2 separate regions of the Pan troglodytes genome follow, and region 1 is linked to region 2. The links are chromatin contacts, called in public Hi-C maps. All regions are on one chromosome and are shown on one strand. Each heading gives the region's core, a stretch centred on a gene start, on an enhancer-like site or on the middle of the called end of the contact. The rest is flanking DNA. Distances are from core to core; before and after follow the strand shown. Region 1 holds the start of LOC112206814 (small nucleolar RNA U83B). Region 2 overlaps LOC129138513 (a long non-coding RNA gene).

Evidence for each region. A called contact is a pair of places that touch in the nucleus more often than the background predicts.
Region 1: a Hi-C map of induced pluripotent stem cells shows a contact between it and region 2, with 3 times the contacts expected there. The contact joins two enhancer-like sites. A contact is called at or near these places in 5 of 7 Hi-C or Micro-C datasets (blood, induced pluripotent stem cells, a lymphoblastoid cell line and 1 more), 1 of 1 datasets of contacts at active chromatin or transcription factors (stem cell-derived excitatory neurons) and 1 of 1 other capture datasets (stem cell-derived neural stem cells).

Annotation. Positions count from the first base shown.
Region 1 is chr23:41,304,586-41,311,923 of NHGRI_mPanTro3-v2.0_pri, reverse strand. RPL3 (ribosomal protein L3) reads left to right here. Exons shown (of 10, transcript NM_001280414.1): 7 at 229-330; 8 at 722-817; 9 at 1,141-1,260; 10 at 1,467-1,567. The coding sequence ends at 1,511. LOC112206814 (small nucleolar RNA U83B) reads left to right here and starts at 526; the gene lies at 526-618. Within about 2 kb of position 5,018, at least 7 of the 24 cell types and tissues checked have an H3K27ac peak or open chromatin away from gene starts, as enhancers often do. A contact at or near this core is called in induced pluripotent stem cells and stem cell-derived neural stem cells, where this site is marked.
Region 2 is chr23:41,170,592-41,178,182 of NHGRI_mPanTro3-v2.0_pri, reverse strand. It overlaps LOC129138513 (a long non-coding RNA gene), which reads right to left. Exons shown (of 2, transcript XR_008541830.1): 2 at 4,438-4,737. Among named protein-coding and RNA genes, the nearest start is that of CBX7, 22 kb to the right of the region's middle. Within about 2 kb of position 2,487, at least 14 of the 24 cell types and tissues checked have an H3K27ac peak or open chromatin away from gene starts, as enhancers often do. A contact at or near this core is called in induced pluripotent stem cells and stem cell-derived neural stem cells, where this site is marked.

The DNA of each region.
Region 1 (7,338 bases), core at 3,769-6,268, 130 kb before region 2:
GGGTGTCAGGCCTCCTGTGTTGTACAGCAGGATCTTTAGTTTTAGCCCAGCTGCCTTACAGAAAGGAACCTGGAGGGCCAGTCAGCTTTTTGCTCTGACCTTGGGATATGCTGTGACTGGGACTGAGGCCTCAGCTGCCTTCCTAGCATGCTTTGCAGGTCAGCACACTGGCATGTCTGGGTTATTTGTCCCTAATGCCCCAGCCTTACACCCTTCTTGTTCATTCAGATCTATAAGATTGGCCAGGGCTACCTTATCAAGGACGGCAAGCTGATCAAGAACAATGCCTCCACTGACTATGACCTATCTGACAAGAGCATCAACCCTCTGGTAAGTAATGGGTGTTCTGCTCTGTGAGGCCATCCCAGGCCTCGTGCTTTTGGGGATAGGCTGCTTCCTAGGGGCTGCTAGCAGGATCGTTAACTGAAGCCAGCACAACACCTAGCTGTGTCCCTTGTAAGTGGCATGTTGTCATCTGAGTCCACTCGTTGGGGTTGGCTGGTGAGAAGTGGGGTCTCAGGCTCAGCTGTTCAGTGATGAGGCCTGGAATGTGCGCTGGGCACAGCGCCCGAGACAGACTGCGGAACCGTTCCTTGTTGCCTTCCTTCTGAGAACAGCCCTGTGGTCAGGGAGGGCCTGAACCTGGAGGGGTCATCTGCACGACAATCCCCTCCTGGGCCTGGTGCTGGGCCTGTGCTGATCAGATGCTCTTCTTTTCAAGGGTGGCTTTGTCCACTATGGTGAAGTGACCAATGACTTTGTCATGCTGAAAGGCTGTGTGGTGGGAACCAAGAAGCGGGTGCTCACCCTCCGCAAGGTGAGGCAGGTCCTGACTCGTCATGGGGGGGCTCTTGTAGAGGGAGGATCTAAGGCCACAGACGCTGGTGGCCGTGTGGTGGGAGAGGAGAGGAAGGAGAGGGTGTTGGCAGTCCCTTCACACTGGCTTTGAAGTCCTGAGATGAGGAAATTCCCAGTCTGGCCTTGCTGGGCTGTTTGCTGCTTTGAGTGTGTCCTCATCTGCCGGATGGTGGGGGAGGCTGAATTGATCGTGTGGCTTCCCAGATGCAGGGGCGCTGTGAACAGTGCTGAGGAAAGCCTGGCTCCTCGTAATCCTAAATCCCTTCCCCTCTTGGCCCACAGTCCTTGCTGGTGCAGACGAAGCGGCGGGCTCTGGAGAAGATTGACCTTAAGTTCATTGACACCACCTCCAAGTTTGGCCATGGCCGCTTCCAGACCATGGAGGAGAAGAAAGCATTCATGGTGAGCACTTCTGCCTGCCCCCCTCGCTGGGTGCGGTGGCTTGGGCAGCCGCCTGCCTTTGGCTCCAGCCGGGGTAGGGGTGGTCTTGATGCCTTAGGCCTCTCTTGTGGCTGTGGAGACTGGCCCAGAGTCTTGGTCCCCTCTAGAGTGGGCATCTGCTGTCACCTGTCATCTTCTACCTCTGACCACTGCCTCTCTCCCCACAGGGACCACTCAAGAAAGACCGAATTGCAAAGGAAGAAGGAGCTTAATGCCAGGAACAGATTTTGCAGTTGGTGGGGTCTCAATAAAAGTTATTTTCCACTGACATCTTGCCTCTTTCTTCAGGAGAGAGGCTGGGACTGGGGAGGCAGATGGGGGCCCTTGAGGTGCCTCGTGCTCCCCAAGGCCACTGCCCTCCTTTCTGTAGCTTCGCTGGGTTTGCCCTCTGGCCTCCCACTCTGTCCCCCACCCTCAGTCCCTGGAGGGAGGTAAAAGCTGGGCCTGGTTCTGCCGCTGAGCTGTAGAAATCCAGCCTGGAGCAGTGGGCATTGTGCAAATGTTTGTCACCAGGGTGAGGCAGCTGGGTCTCTGCTGTTTGCACAGCTTGGGTGATGCCAGTGCTGTGGAGACGGGAAGGAGACAGGGAGGCCTGGATGTTCCCTGGCGCCTTTGATGCTGGTGTGCAGGCAGACCGTGGGTTAAAAAGTTCGTTTGGTTTTAAATTAATCCAGGGAAGGGTGGCTTCCAGTTAAGGCTTGTTCAGGTTCTCTTGTAATCTGCACCCCAAGTCTGGTACTGGGAGAACATGAACACAGGCACAGAGGTTAAGGGACTTCCCCGGCTCGGCAGCTGGAAGCCTAGTTGGAACGTGTGGCAGAGGGCTGTGTCCCCTCTGGGCTGGGGTCTGCCTTCTGGGACTTGGCTGGTGCAGTCCCTGTTCCCACTGGAGATGGCCCCTGTACCCCAGCCCCCTCGGGCATGGGACTTACGTGCTTTCTTGACTTGCACGTTGAGTGCCCGCTGCCCTCAGTCCCTGGAGCCCAGGATGCTGGGGTGCAGCTGCTGCTGTAAGCTGAAGGAAGCCCCCAGGCTCTGGACTGACCCCTGTGACCTGGCCTGGAGCCTGGTGATCTCGGTGAAGCCCAGCACAGACCCTGGTGCTTGGACCCACTTGCTGACTCCCTGTCTTTGCTCAAGCTGCACCTAGGCTCTACCAGGATGCAGGTCCCCTGATGCCGTCGAAGCTGCTCCCTCAGACTCAGGTGCTGTGGCTGTGAGCAGGCGCTGTGCTGTACTCCATCCCTCGCTGAGTTACTTGTGGATAGAGTCCCCAGCTGCGCCAGCTGACTGTCCACCCAGCGGTGTCTGGCAGGCCTGCTAGTCACCGGGACCCTAACTGTGTGTTTGAGTCTCTGTTTATTTGGATGGATTGGCAATAGCTGGGATCTGAGGATCAGCGTACAGGGTGCACCTGTGGGCTCGGGGGGTGTGTGGGACTGCGGGAGAACAGTTGTGGAGATGCCCAAGTTGTCACTGTCTCCCTGTGGACCTGAGGGTGCAGGGTGAAGCACTAAAATATCTTGAAGTCGGCCGGGCGCGGTGGCTCACGCCTGTAATCTCAGCACTTTGGGAGGCTGAGGCGGGCGGATCAAGAGGTCAGGAGATTGAGACCACGGTGAAACACCGTCTCTACTGAAAATACAAAAAAATTAGCCTGGCGCGGTGGCAGGCGCCTGTAGTCCCAGCTACTTGGGAGGCTGAGGCAGGAGAATGGCGTGAATCCAGGAGGCGGAGCTTGCAGTGAGCCGAGATGGCGCCACTGCACTCCAGCCTGGATGACAGAGCGAGACTCCGTCTCAAAAAAAAAAAAGTCATCCAGGTGCAGAGCGGATAAGTGCCATGTAGGTCCTGAGGCAGGGGCAGGTCAGAGTTGAGTTGTGTGCAGCAGGAACCTTCCCCACGTGTGTCTGTCCACCCTGCAAGTCTCCAGCCCCTTCTGAGCTTGGCTTGGGGCAGCTGGTCTCAAGGCAGAACCCTCCTTCCTGCAGCCCCTCCCATCTTTGGCTCTGCAGCCTGGGCCTAGGTGACTGGAGCTGCACTTCAGGTTGGAGCCACCAGGGGGTGAGTGTGCGGCACGTGCCCTGCAAGAGGGCCCTGCTAGGGGTTTTGGATTGGGCAGGGTTCCTTTCTGCATCAGGGTCTTCGGATGCCCCGCAGTCATGGGAGTCAAGTGCACAGCTGGAATGGGTCATGACCTATTGTCCCAAGGCCACCAGGCACCTTAGTGGCAGGGCCAGGTGTGAGACCTGGTTGCCTGGTCTCCTGGGTGCTGCCTTTTGTCAGTCTCCATGGTTAGATCTTGTCCTGGTGGGGATGCTGACTGGGCAGGGGTCCCAGCCTGTCCCCTCCCTTCCCCATCCCTTAGGCTGGGCCTGGAGCCCCGCTGCCTACCAGCCCAGAAAGGAAAGGGTTTGCTGGTCTGAGATGTCCTGGCCGAGCCTTGCTGCTTGTCCAGGGCTCTGTACCGAGTTCTGGGTATGGCCAGGATGACAGGACACAAAGAACAAAGGCCCCTAGGGGTAGTCTGTCTGTCTTCCCCCAGGCTCAGGACACACACACAGGCACCCAGTACCACAGACACACCTGCAGGCTGCAAGTGGAGGCTGGCGTCACACCCGTACCTGTCCACATGTGCCCAAGTGCACAGAAAGCCTTTCTCACGGGCAGCCTGGCTTGACTGGGGGCTGAGCCTTTGCTGTTGACAGCCCCTCAGCCCTTCCTTGCCTGCCGTGTGTGGTGGCTCACGTCTGTAATCTCAGCACTTTGGGAGACTGATACGGGAGGATGGCTTGAGCCCAGGAGTTTGAGACAACATAGTGAGACTTGTCTCTACAAAAGATTTAAAAGTTAGCTGGGTATGGTGGCGCATGCCTATAGTCCCAGCTACTTGGGAGGCTGAGGTGGGAGGATCCGCTTGAGCCTGGGAGGTCAAGGCTGCAGTGAGCCATGCATGATTGCACCACTGCACTCCAGGCTGGGTGACAGAGCAAGATCCTGTCAAGAAAAAAGCCAGTTTAGAAGTGAAGACGGCTGTGAGGAAATAAAACAGGTCACTGGGATGGAGTCATGTGGGTGGGGTCGGGGAGGCCTCTCTGAGATTTGAAAGGTATCAAGGATCCTGCCTGTGGAGCCCTGTGCTGGAACACTCACTCCCGCCAGGGAATGGTGAGTGCGAAGGCCCTGGGGTGGGACAAGGCTCCTGGGCTCCGGTATGAGCTCCTGAGGGAGGGGCTTCATGATATGGGCTCATTCCCAGCTGGATCTCCTGTCTCCCTAGCATGGAGAAGGTTTGTTGGGGGTCTCTGCATCTCTGGGCCTCGTCTGTATTGTGCGTGGGCCTCGTCTGTATTGTGCGTGTGCCCCGCTGTCCCGAGTGGAGGCCTGTGGTGGGTGGGGCGGCTGCCGTGCCTGTGCATGTCACCGAGGGTACATCTCCAAGTGCCTGCTGGCATGCGCTTCCTGTCACGCTTTTCTCTCCAGAACCCCTAGACAGGCCTTGCCGGAATCCTGCGGTGACAGAACAAGAAGTCTCATTCCATTCCTCCTGAAAAAAAGAAAAAATACCTGCTGGGAATTTCTGAGCAAGTGGGAACAGGGAGGTGGTGGCAGGAGCTGCCTTTGCCTTAAAAGGTGTGACGGAGCCAGGGACTTCGCTCAGCTCACCTGGGGATGGCCACAGGGTGTAGAGGGGTGAGTGGCTGGCCGCCACCTTGTGGGCTCACCCCAAATTGCTCTCTGCCTAGATCCTCGTTGACAGCCTTGCTGGCGGGGGCTGTGCTGCTCTGTCTCTGTCCCCCTACCCAGATGTAGCCCCATGCAGCTGGCAGCTCACCTTCCTCCCCTTGGTTCTCAACCTCGTAGCTGATAATGCAGCTACTTGCTGCAACTTCTGGGGGTCCCTCTGCCCTGCCTCCTGGGCAGTTCCCAGGAGCCCAAAGTCCCTTTCCCTTTCAGGAGCAGTCTCAGGAGCCCAGGCCAGGCCACCGACAGGAGACTGCCTGATGCAAACCTCACGGGAGGCAGGAAATTACAGTAGCCCCCTACCCTCCAACACCCCCAGTGGATTCCTGAAACCGCGGATAGTACGGAACCCTCTGTGGATTAGGCTTTTTCTCTCTGATCACCAAGAGGGCTACAAAGTGACTCACGGGCGGGAACGCCTGCAGTGCGGAGACGCTGGACAGAGGAATGAGTCACGATCATCGCTGCATGATTTCATCACCCTGCTCAGAATGGCATGCAATGTCAAATTATGAATTATTTCTGAAATTTTCTCTTTAATATTTTCAGGCTGTGGCTGACTGCTGGAAACTGCAACCAAGGAAAGTGAAACCACAGATAATGGGGGCGCTGCGGTAACTCCACGGGCCTGAGAGTGAGGGAGGAAGGGAGCATCCAGGAACCATCCAGAGCCCAACCTCACCAGCCGCTCACCCACAATCAGCAGCACTCACAGGTCAAGGCAGTGTGCGGGACAGCAGGCAGCAATCATTGTGAGCATCTTGCTCTGTATTAGGCACTGGGCATTTCACACAGAGAAAAAGTCATCAGGCTCACTCCTTGAGGCAGGTTCTGTTATGATCACATTTTACAGTAAGAAACTGGGGCTTGTGGATGAATAACTTGCCCAGGGGTGCTGTATTGGTGGGGTTGGGACGTGAGCCCAGGCATCTCTTCACCCTCACTCTAGGCTACCAGGGGTCGGTAAAGCCAATGAATGCTGCCTCAAGGGTGAAGGAGAGGGCTCATTTGTTGAGCACCTATGGTGTGCCAAGGTTTGTACTCAACTCTTTTCAGAGTTACCTTATTTTTATTTTTTGAGACAGGGTCTCACTGTGTCGCCTAGGGCTGGAGTGCGGTGGTGCGATCACGGCTCACTGCAGCCTTGACCTCCCAGGCTCGAGCAATCCTCCCACCTCAGCCTCCCGAGTAGCTGGGACTACAGGTGTGTGCCACCATGCCTGGCTAATATTGTATTTTTTTTTTTTTTTAGATGGAGTCTCGCACTGTGGCCCAGGCTGGAGTGCAGTGGCGTGATCTCAGCTCACTGCAAGCTCCACCTACCGGGTTCACGCCATTCTCCTGCCTCAGCCTCCCGAGTAGCTGGGACTATAGGCACCCGCCACCACGCCCGGCTAATTTTTTTTTATTTTTTAGTAGAGACAGGGTTTCATCGTGTTAGCCAGGATGGTCTCGATCTCCTGACCTCGTGATCCACCTGTCTCGGCCTCCCAAAGTGCTGGGATTACAGGCATGAGCCACCGTGCCTGGCCTAATATTTGTATTTTTTGTAGAGAGTGGGTCTTGTCATGTTGCCCAGGCTGGTCTCGAACTCCTAGGCTTAAACAATCCTCCCCCCTCAGCCTCAGAAAGTGCTGGGATTAAAGGCGTTCAGCTACCTCGCCCAGCCCAGAGTTATCTTATTTATTTATTTACTTATTTTTGAGACAGTGTCTCACTCTGTTATCCAGGATGGAGTGCAGTGGCGCGATCTCAGCTCACTGCAACCTCCACCTCCCGGGTTCAAGCGATTCTTGTGCCTCAGCCTCCTGAGTAGCTGGGATTATAGGCGCACCACCACGCCTGGCTGATTTTTGTATTTTTAGTAGAGACGGGGTTTCACCATGTTGGCCAGGCTGGTCTTGAACTCCTGACCTCAGGTGATCCACCTGCCTCGGCCTCCCAAAGTGCTGGGATTACAGGTGTGAGCCACTGAGCCCCGGCATCACTTCTGTTTTCACAGGGAGGAAATTGAGGTTCAGCAAGGTTAAGTCACAGTCTCTGAGGTCAGACTCTTGGAGTGGCAAGGCGGGGATATAAAATCCAGGCTCCAGACACGAGCGCACAACCATCACACCACGCCGTCCTGGTGCAGGAGGGCTGCGAAAGCTCTGGGTGAGGACTGGAGGGACACTGTTTCCCAGCAGCCACTGCGACCCCCAATGCTCCTTGGCCCCCTACCCTCTCCCAGGCTCCTACAGTGGGCCCCTGCTTCTTTACGGATGAGGTCTCCTGGAGCCCGGTACCACAGCCAGC
Region 2 (7,591 bases), core at 1,238-3,737:
CTCTGAAGCCTCCAGCTCCCAGCTTCTCCCGAGACTGCTCTGGGCCTGAAACTAGGGGGCGTTTGCAGAAAAACATGGAAAAGAATTACCCTAGTTTCTGGTGGTTTTGCAGAACAGCAAGTCCCCGGATTCCCGGGTCAGCTTGACCGAGCTAGCTGTGGGATCTTGGACAAGGACCCCTTTCCTCCTAGGACCCCAAAGGCACTCCCAGGGTGAGGGCTCCAGAGCCTGACCGCCCCCAGGCCCTCCCCTCTGAATATTCGAATCCTGCATACCATGGCTGCGTGGCGGTGGGAACCACTATATCCCACCAGGCCCGGCCCAGTGCGGAGAAGGGATGGGCTCCTGCCCTTAGCCAGAGGCACAGGCTCTGCAGAGAGGCAGTGATGATGCCATAGAGCGTGACAAGGACAGCAATGCTGGGGTTGCCCAAGGAAGGGATCAAAGCCTCCCATCTTGCAGACAGAGATACTGAGTCGCGGAGAAGGGATGGGCTCCTGCCCTTAGCCAGAGGCACAGGCTCTGCAGAGAGGCAGTGATGATGCCATAGAGCGTGACAAGGACAGCAATGCTGGGGTTGCCCAAGGAAGGGATCAAAGCCTCCCATCTTGCAGACAGAGATACTGAGTCCCAGAGAGGGGAAGTGGCTGTCCGGGCACTGGAGACTAGAACCCAGGAGTCTTCTACCTCTCCCCTCTTCCGGCCCTGACCCCGAGAGCTTCCCTGGGGATGGTAGGTGGGCTAGGGAGCCCCATAAGGTAGAACTGAAAGCAGAAACTCCTCCCCTGTTAACTGACTCCTCCCAGAGCCCCCGAATCTCTGCTTCCAGGGTTGGGGTTCATTTGCCTCTGCGATAGTCTGGGATGCGTGGGACTGGCACAAGATGGGTCCCCTATCACCCCAAGTCCAAGGGGCGCCCCAAGCGGGGTGCTGCTGTGCCGTGTCGGGCCAGCATGGCAGTAGGCCAGGGCCCCCGGCAGCGCCGAGGCAGCTGGACAGGGCGGCCGCCAAGAATGCCAGGAATGCGGAGCCGCCGTGTCCTTCCCGCTCCTCTTCCTCCCCCCCGCCAGCCCAGAACAGGATATTCCCTGTCCAGGGAAACCCAAGTCCGGTCCCTTTATGGGAAAACCATGGGGCATCTGGTGGGCACTGTTCCTGCACTGGGACGGGTGTTCAGCATAGGGGAGCCCTCAGAGACGGGGGCATTGGGTGCTGCTGCGGAGGATGCAGGGGTCTGTGGGGGCTGGCTCTGTGTGGGTTCAGCACATATGAGGGCCTACTATGCGCTAAGGGCTTCATGTGAATTAACTCACTCAGTCTCACATCAACCCTGGGAGCTTCTGCTTTGCAGATCAGGAAACTGAGGCTCACAGAGGCTAAGGAGCTTGCCCGAAGGCCCTAGCTAGCAAGCCGCAAAGCCAGTCAGACTCTGATACCCAGACTCTCAGCCATAGGCCAGGTGGCCCCAACTCAACTGTGGCCATGGGGGCATGGCCTGTGCCCTCACATGGCACCTGTGGGGGAAGGGCACGTTGTTCCCAGCTGGTCCGTTTCAAAGGTGGCAAAGGTTTGTCTTAGAGACACAGGGTCCGGCCCTGCCCCCGGGGCTGTTCTTGCAGATCTCAGCACCATGGAATCCCAGAGTTTGATCAGGATACAGACCATTGGCACCAGGAGGGGCTCCTCTGGACCCTTCCTTATGAGCAGGGGAGGCCGTCACTCTGGAGGTTCAGGGATAAGAGGTGGGGCTCTGAGAGAGCTGAAGGGGGGACACAGGTCGGGGGAGAGAGCGGGGCTAGCTGCACCGACTCCAGCCCTGGGGTCCTAGAGGTGCCGCGCCCTGCCCTGGGCTGCATGCCCATCACCTCCCTTCGAGGCCAGCCCACCTCGGCCCTTTGGTTTGGCTACAGGTCTGGGGCATTACCCTAGCAGGGTCAGGTGCAGGCAGAGACGTGGAGACCCTAGCCTTGGATCAGGCCTTTGGCGGGTGGAGAATGGAGAAAATGCAGAGGCACGGGCTGTGCTGCCACCCTCGCAACCCCCGAAACCAGCCCAAAGTGATGGGACACCAAGGGACCATCTACACGAGAAATTCTCCCCATTTAGAAATAGGGAAAACTGAGGCACAGGGAGGCCATGTGGCTTGCTCAGAGTCATAGAGCTGTCACGCTGTCACCTAGTGGAGATGTGATTGGAATCCTGGTCTTTCTGTCTCTGGCCCCCACCTGGGGGCCCCTCACGGTTCCTCTCTTCTCCCCTGCTTCCCTAGCCCCCCAAGTCTGGCTGGTTCTATTCCAGTGTGTTGTCCTGTAAGGGCTTCGGGTCCCCCGGGGGGCCAGGGTCAGGTAAACAGGATCCCAGCCGCATTCCCTGACCTTGTTTACCTCCCAAAAGAATGTGAGGGCATTCTTCCCCTTCCCGGGCTGTGAGTCAGCTCCCAGCAATGCGCCGGCTGGCTGCTGGCTGCCCTTCCCCCATGCAACCCCCTCCAGACCCCTGCCCCTTGCCTTCTCACCCGGTGACGTCACTGATGTCACCCCTCCCCATACCCCCATGGAGCCCACCAGGCCTCCAGTTGCCATGGCGACGGCTCACAACAGGAAGCACAGCCCCATCGAGGCCTGCGCTGGGGCAGAAACACAGGAAGCCGCGCTAAGCACTGAGCAGCATTGTCAGCCCCGTAAAAAACAAAACAGGACAAAAAGATTTAATGAGAACAATCAGCCCAAAGAAAAAGGAAAAAAAAAAAAAAGACCAAAAAAACAAACAAAGCCAAACAGCCTGAAGGCAGGGGGCTGGCAGGGCTCCAAGGACCCCACGTTTTCCCTCCCAACACAATGTAGGCTCAATAATACTTCCTTCTCAGAAGGAGGCTCCCGGGGGTGAGCAGCGGCTGCAGCAGCTCCAAAACTACCCTTGGCTACCCTTGGTAACCCCAACCCAGGTCCAGCTCTGTGCCCTCTACTGAAGGCTTTGGGGGACTGGATAGGCTAGTCCTGCCCCCACCTCCCCAAGTATTACCCCTCCTAAGTCCTGCTAGGGAACGTATTCAGTTCAGTGGAAGAAAGAGCACAGGCTCCTGGGTCACCCAGATGGAAAATCTACTCCTGGCCCAGCCGCTGCCTGATTGTGAGATTCTGTGTGGGTGGCGATCTCTCTTGCACCTCACTTTCCTCATTGGTTTTGCACCTCACTTTCCTCATTGGTTTTGCAACCATCACTGTCATCAGCATCCGCCTTCACACCTCACAGAGGTGTTGCATAGCTCAGGCGAGCTGGCACATCAACTAGCACCCAGTAGGTGCTCATGCGTGCAGAAGGAACTCACAGAGGATGAATGAATGGGGCAGAAATTCCGTAGAGGCAGCTAGCTCAGCTCTGAACTAACTATCAGAGATGGACAAGATGCCCCAGGGGGTATGGGGCTCCCCATCGCTAGACGGGGCAGGCTTGTGAAGGCTTGGTGGGACCTTGTGGAAGGGACTGAGCCCTGGAACAGGGAGGGTGTAGGGGAGGAGCAAAGCTCCCTCCCTCCAGCAGAAGGCTCTGGCCCAGTGGTCCTGTCTGGATAATCCCATTTAGTCTGGTATCTGGTTGATGCCTGCACCGTGACTATGGGAAGAGACCCTACAGTGTCAGTGGGGCAGTTAGTGGTGGGGGGACCCCTGGCTCTTTCTCCATTGCCTGGAGAGAGTAGGGTCCCAGGGCAGAGGAGGTCACCATTCTAGTCCATTTAGGAATGTGACGGATAAGAATGATCCCTGTGGGACAGTGGCAGAGCTGGACTCTGACCACACGGGCAGGTCAGGCCATCCCTTGCCATGTGGATCGGTCCAGCACCTGCTGTTACCCCAGTGGTTCCTGCCAATGATTGGTGATAGAGCTGGCCTTGCAGGGCCCGGTCGGGGAGTGGGGGACGGGATGCTTAGGCGAGGAGGCTGACTGAGGCTCAGAGCCTGGCTCCAGGTGGTCAGAGAGGCCACCTGGGGGAAATGGGCCAGAAAGTGCGGACGGGACTTTGTTGGGTAAGGACAAAAATGGTAGCTGTTCCACTCAAGGGCATAGCAGGAGCACAGGCGTGGTGGTGAGAAAGCCCAGGGTGTTCTGGCCACGGGACCCAGATCTGCGCACCTGTAGTCGAAGTTGGTGTCACAAGATAGAGAGATCCCACGGAAAAGAGGCTGGAGCCGGATCCCAGAGGGTCTTGAGTGTCACCGCCAGGAGTCGGGAGCTGACACCCTAGGCACCGGGGAACTGCTGGGGGCTTTTGACCAGGGTAGTGATATGTGCAGCCGGGTAATTTAGGGTGATGCCTCCGTGTGGATTAGGAGTGGAGGATGCACCAGGAAACAGCATAGGATGGGAGGTCAGGGAATCTGGGGTCTGCTAATTGGCTTCTTTTCTTTTGAACTTAATAATAATGAGACATAATAGGTATTCAATCAGGCCGGGCGCAGTGGCTCACGCTTGTAATCGCAGCACTTTGGGAGGCCGAAGCAGGCAGATCATCTGAGGTCAGGAGTTCGAGACCAGCCTGACCAAGGTGGTGAAACCCCATCTCTAGTTAAAAAAAAAAAAAAAAGTACAAAATTAGCCAGGCGTGGTAGCACACGCCTGTAATCCCAGCTACTTGGGAGGCTGGGGCAAGAGAATTGCTTGGACTCAGGAGGTGGAGGTTGCAGTGAGCTGAGGTCACACCGCTGCACTCCAGCCTGGGCAACAACAGTGAAACTCCATCTGAAAAAAAAAAAAAAGGTGTTCAATCAATATTTATAGAATGAATGAATGGCAACCACCGTATACTGTGATATTTATTTTGCATACGTTGTCTTGTCAATTCTCACTACAAGCCTACAAAATAGGCCTCATTCTTCCTGGTTTTACAAATGAGAAAATGGAGGTTCAGAGAGGTTGAGGGACCTGCTCCAGGCTGCACAGCATGCTGTGGTGGAGCAAGATTCCAGCACAGCTGAACCCACCCACCATCTCCCACTGCAGAGTCCACCCCAGCGCTGGGCTCTGTGCTGAACCCACCCACCATCTCCCACTGCAGAGTCCACCCCAGCGCTGGGCTCTGTGCCAGGCCTTGGGGACACACAGATAACCGAGCTCCAACCATGTGCCTGAGTAGCCCCCAGATTAGAGGCCTCAGTTTTCCCAGCTGTGGACTGAGGGCTGGTGGAGGAGTGCTCAGGGAGGGGGCTGCCCAGGGCCCAGCTGGGGGAAGACAACACTGAGACATGGGAGGAAGGGAAGGGTGCCCTGAGAAGAGGCAGGATAACTGTGGGGCGCTTGCAGAAAAGGAGCAGAGGCCAGGGCTTGGTAAGGGGATGAGGGGAGAAGCAGACGTGCTGAGAGGCAGGAGCAGGTGGTCAGAGGCTGGGAGGAAATGGATCTCGGCCGCAGCCATGGGTCCCAAACACAGGCAGACGGGGGATGGTGCGAGGGGGCTGCACCTGGGGCCTCAGGTGGGACCCGGAAAAGACATGTCTGCCCACACCTCCTCCTGCCCCTCTATCCTCCATCCGGCGCCGCTTGCGCACCTGCCCCTCCGGCCCCCATCCGGCCCGGGGGTGGGAGGAATGAGGACCTCTTCCAATCCCTGGTGGAAATCCTCTCCGGGGCTGTTGAAAGGGGCTGTAGGAAGGGTTGTAGTCTGTGGGTGGCTTGGGTCTGGAGCAAAGCAGGAGAGGGGAGCTGGGCAGAACAGGGAGGCTCCTGGGAAAAGCCTACGGGAGGGGGGCCGGGGCTCCTTGGACAGGAAGGGACAAGGGGTTTCCACGATGGCGGAGGAAGGGGTGCTGGCCTCGGAGCTACCAGGCAGGAGCCCTCATTTTGGTTCTGCTCCAGACAAGGGGTGGATCCTCAGCAAGCGATTCCCCTCTCTGGGACTCAGTTTCCTCATCTGTAACAGGAGGGGATCTGACCGCAGGGAGGGGCAGCAGGCAAGCCCAGTGCTTAAGCGTGTGGGTCTGTTTGGGACTGGACTGTCTGGGCTCGATCCTGGCTCCGGTGGCCACGCAGACAGGCCCCGTGGTGAGCGTCTTCAGAAAACAGGATGTGACCCAGCCTGCAGGTGTGCAAATGTCTAGCTCCATCACCCGACAGCTGCTTTGCAAGACGCTCAGCCTTCTCTTCCATTTTCCCGTGACACACCCATCATCCACAGCCCTCCTCCCTGTACTGTGGAGGGTGCTGATGGTGGACGCTCAGGCAAGGAAAGCAGATGGGGCATGTCCCCTCGAGGACCTGCTGTGGGTCCTGCAGCCTCTGCCTCTGGCTTCCCTGGGGCCCCATCCACCCAACACCGAGAGCTGGGCAGCCGGACGCCGGGGATCTGGCGCCACCTGGTGGGCAGAGAGAATCCTGCTGTCCTCCAGGGCTCTGGACGGGAACTGGGCACCAGGCGTCCTGTAGCCATCCCTCTGTTTTTTATTCAACCGGGGCTGACCTTTTTAAGATTTTAAATTTAATTTTTTGGTCAGGCGTGGTGGCTCACGCCTGTAATCCCAACACTTTGGGAGGCCTAGGCGGGTGGATCACCTGATGTCAGGAGTTCGAGACCAGCCTGACCAACATGATGAAACCCCGTCTCTACTAAAAATACAAAAATTAGCCAGGCATGGTGGTGCGCACGTGTAATCCCAGCTCTACTAGGGAGGCTGAGGCAGGAGAATCGATTGAATCTGGGAGGCAGAGGTTGCAGTGAGCCGAGATCACACCACTACACTCCAGCCTGGGCAACAAGGTGAAACTCCGTCTAAAAATAAATAAAATAAAATAAAATGTTAAATTTAATTTTTTTAGGGATGGAGTCTTGCTATGTTGCCCTGGCTGGTCTTGAACTAGGCTCAAGCAATCCTCCCGCCTGTAGCTGGGTCCACAAGGGCACCTCTGTAACAGCTTTCCCCACTCCTGCTGCATAACCCCATCTTCTGCCCTCTCCCTGTGGCTTGCTGAAGGCTAGCCCCTCACTGGGCCTTTATCTACTCAAACACAGGACCCCTATTGTGTGCATGGCCCCAGGCAGAGCACCAGGCTGGTGATTGAATCAGGCAGTTCCCTGTCCCTCCCAGAGGAGCTCTCAGGCTGCTGGGGGAAACTCGCAGACCACAGCAGGACCAGGGCTGTGGCTGAGGGGAGCCCAGAAGTTTTGGTGGGGGCAGGCAGAGGGGTAGCCAGGGCAGGCTGTGGAGGAGAAGCTGATCGGGCTTCGTTTTGAAAGCTGGAAGCAATAGTAATAGTGGAAGCATTTAGTAAGCAGAGAGCAGGTGGGGAGGTGTGCCATTGCAGAACAGCCCTGAGCTGAGAGCCACTGAGGGGTTGTTCTAGGGAGTGACGTGGTCAGTCCACTGCCAGTGCGAGATGGTGGAGGTGGCTGAAGTGAGAGGTGCTGGTGGCTACGTCTTGGAGGGTGGGCGGTGGTGGCTAGAGACTGGGAGAAGGGGATGGTGAGAGGTGGAGGGAGGTGAGCCAGAGGAGGACCTGGAACACTCCTTGGGTACCTGGCTTGGCTGGCTCAGTTCACCTGGACAGGTACTGGAAAAAGGGGAGGAGGAGGGGGAGGAAGAAGTGACTTGGGAGAAGAAGA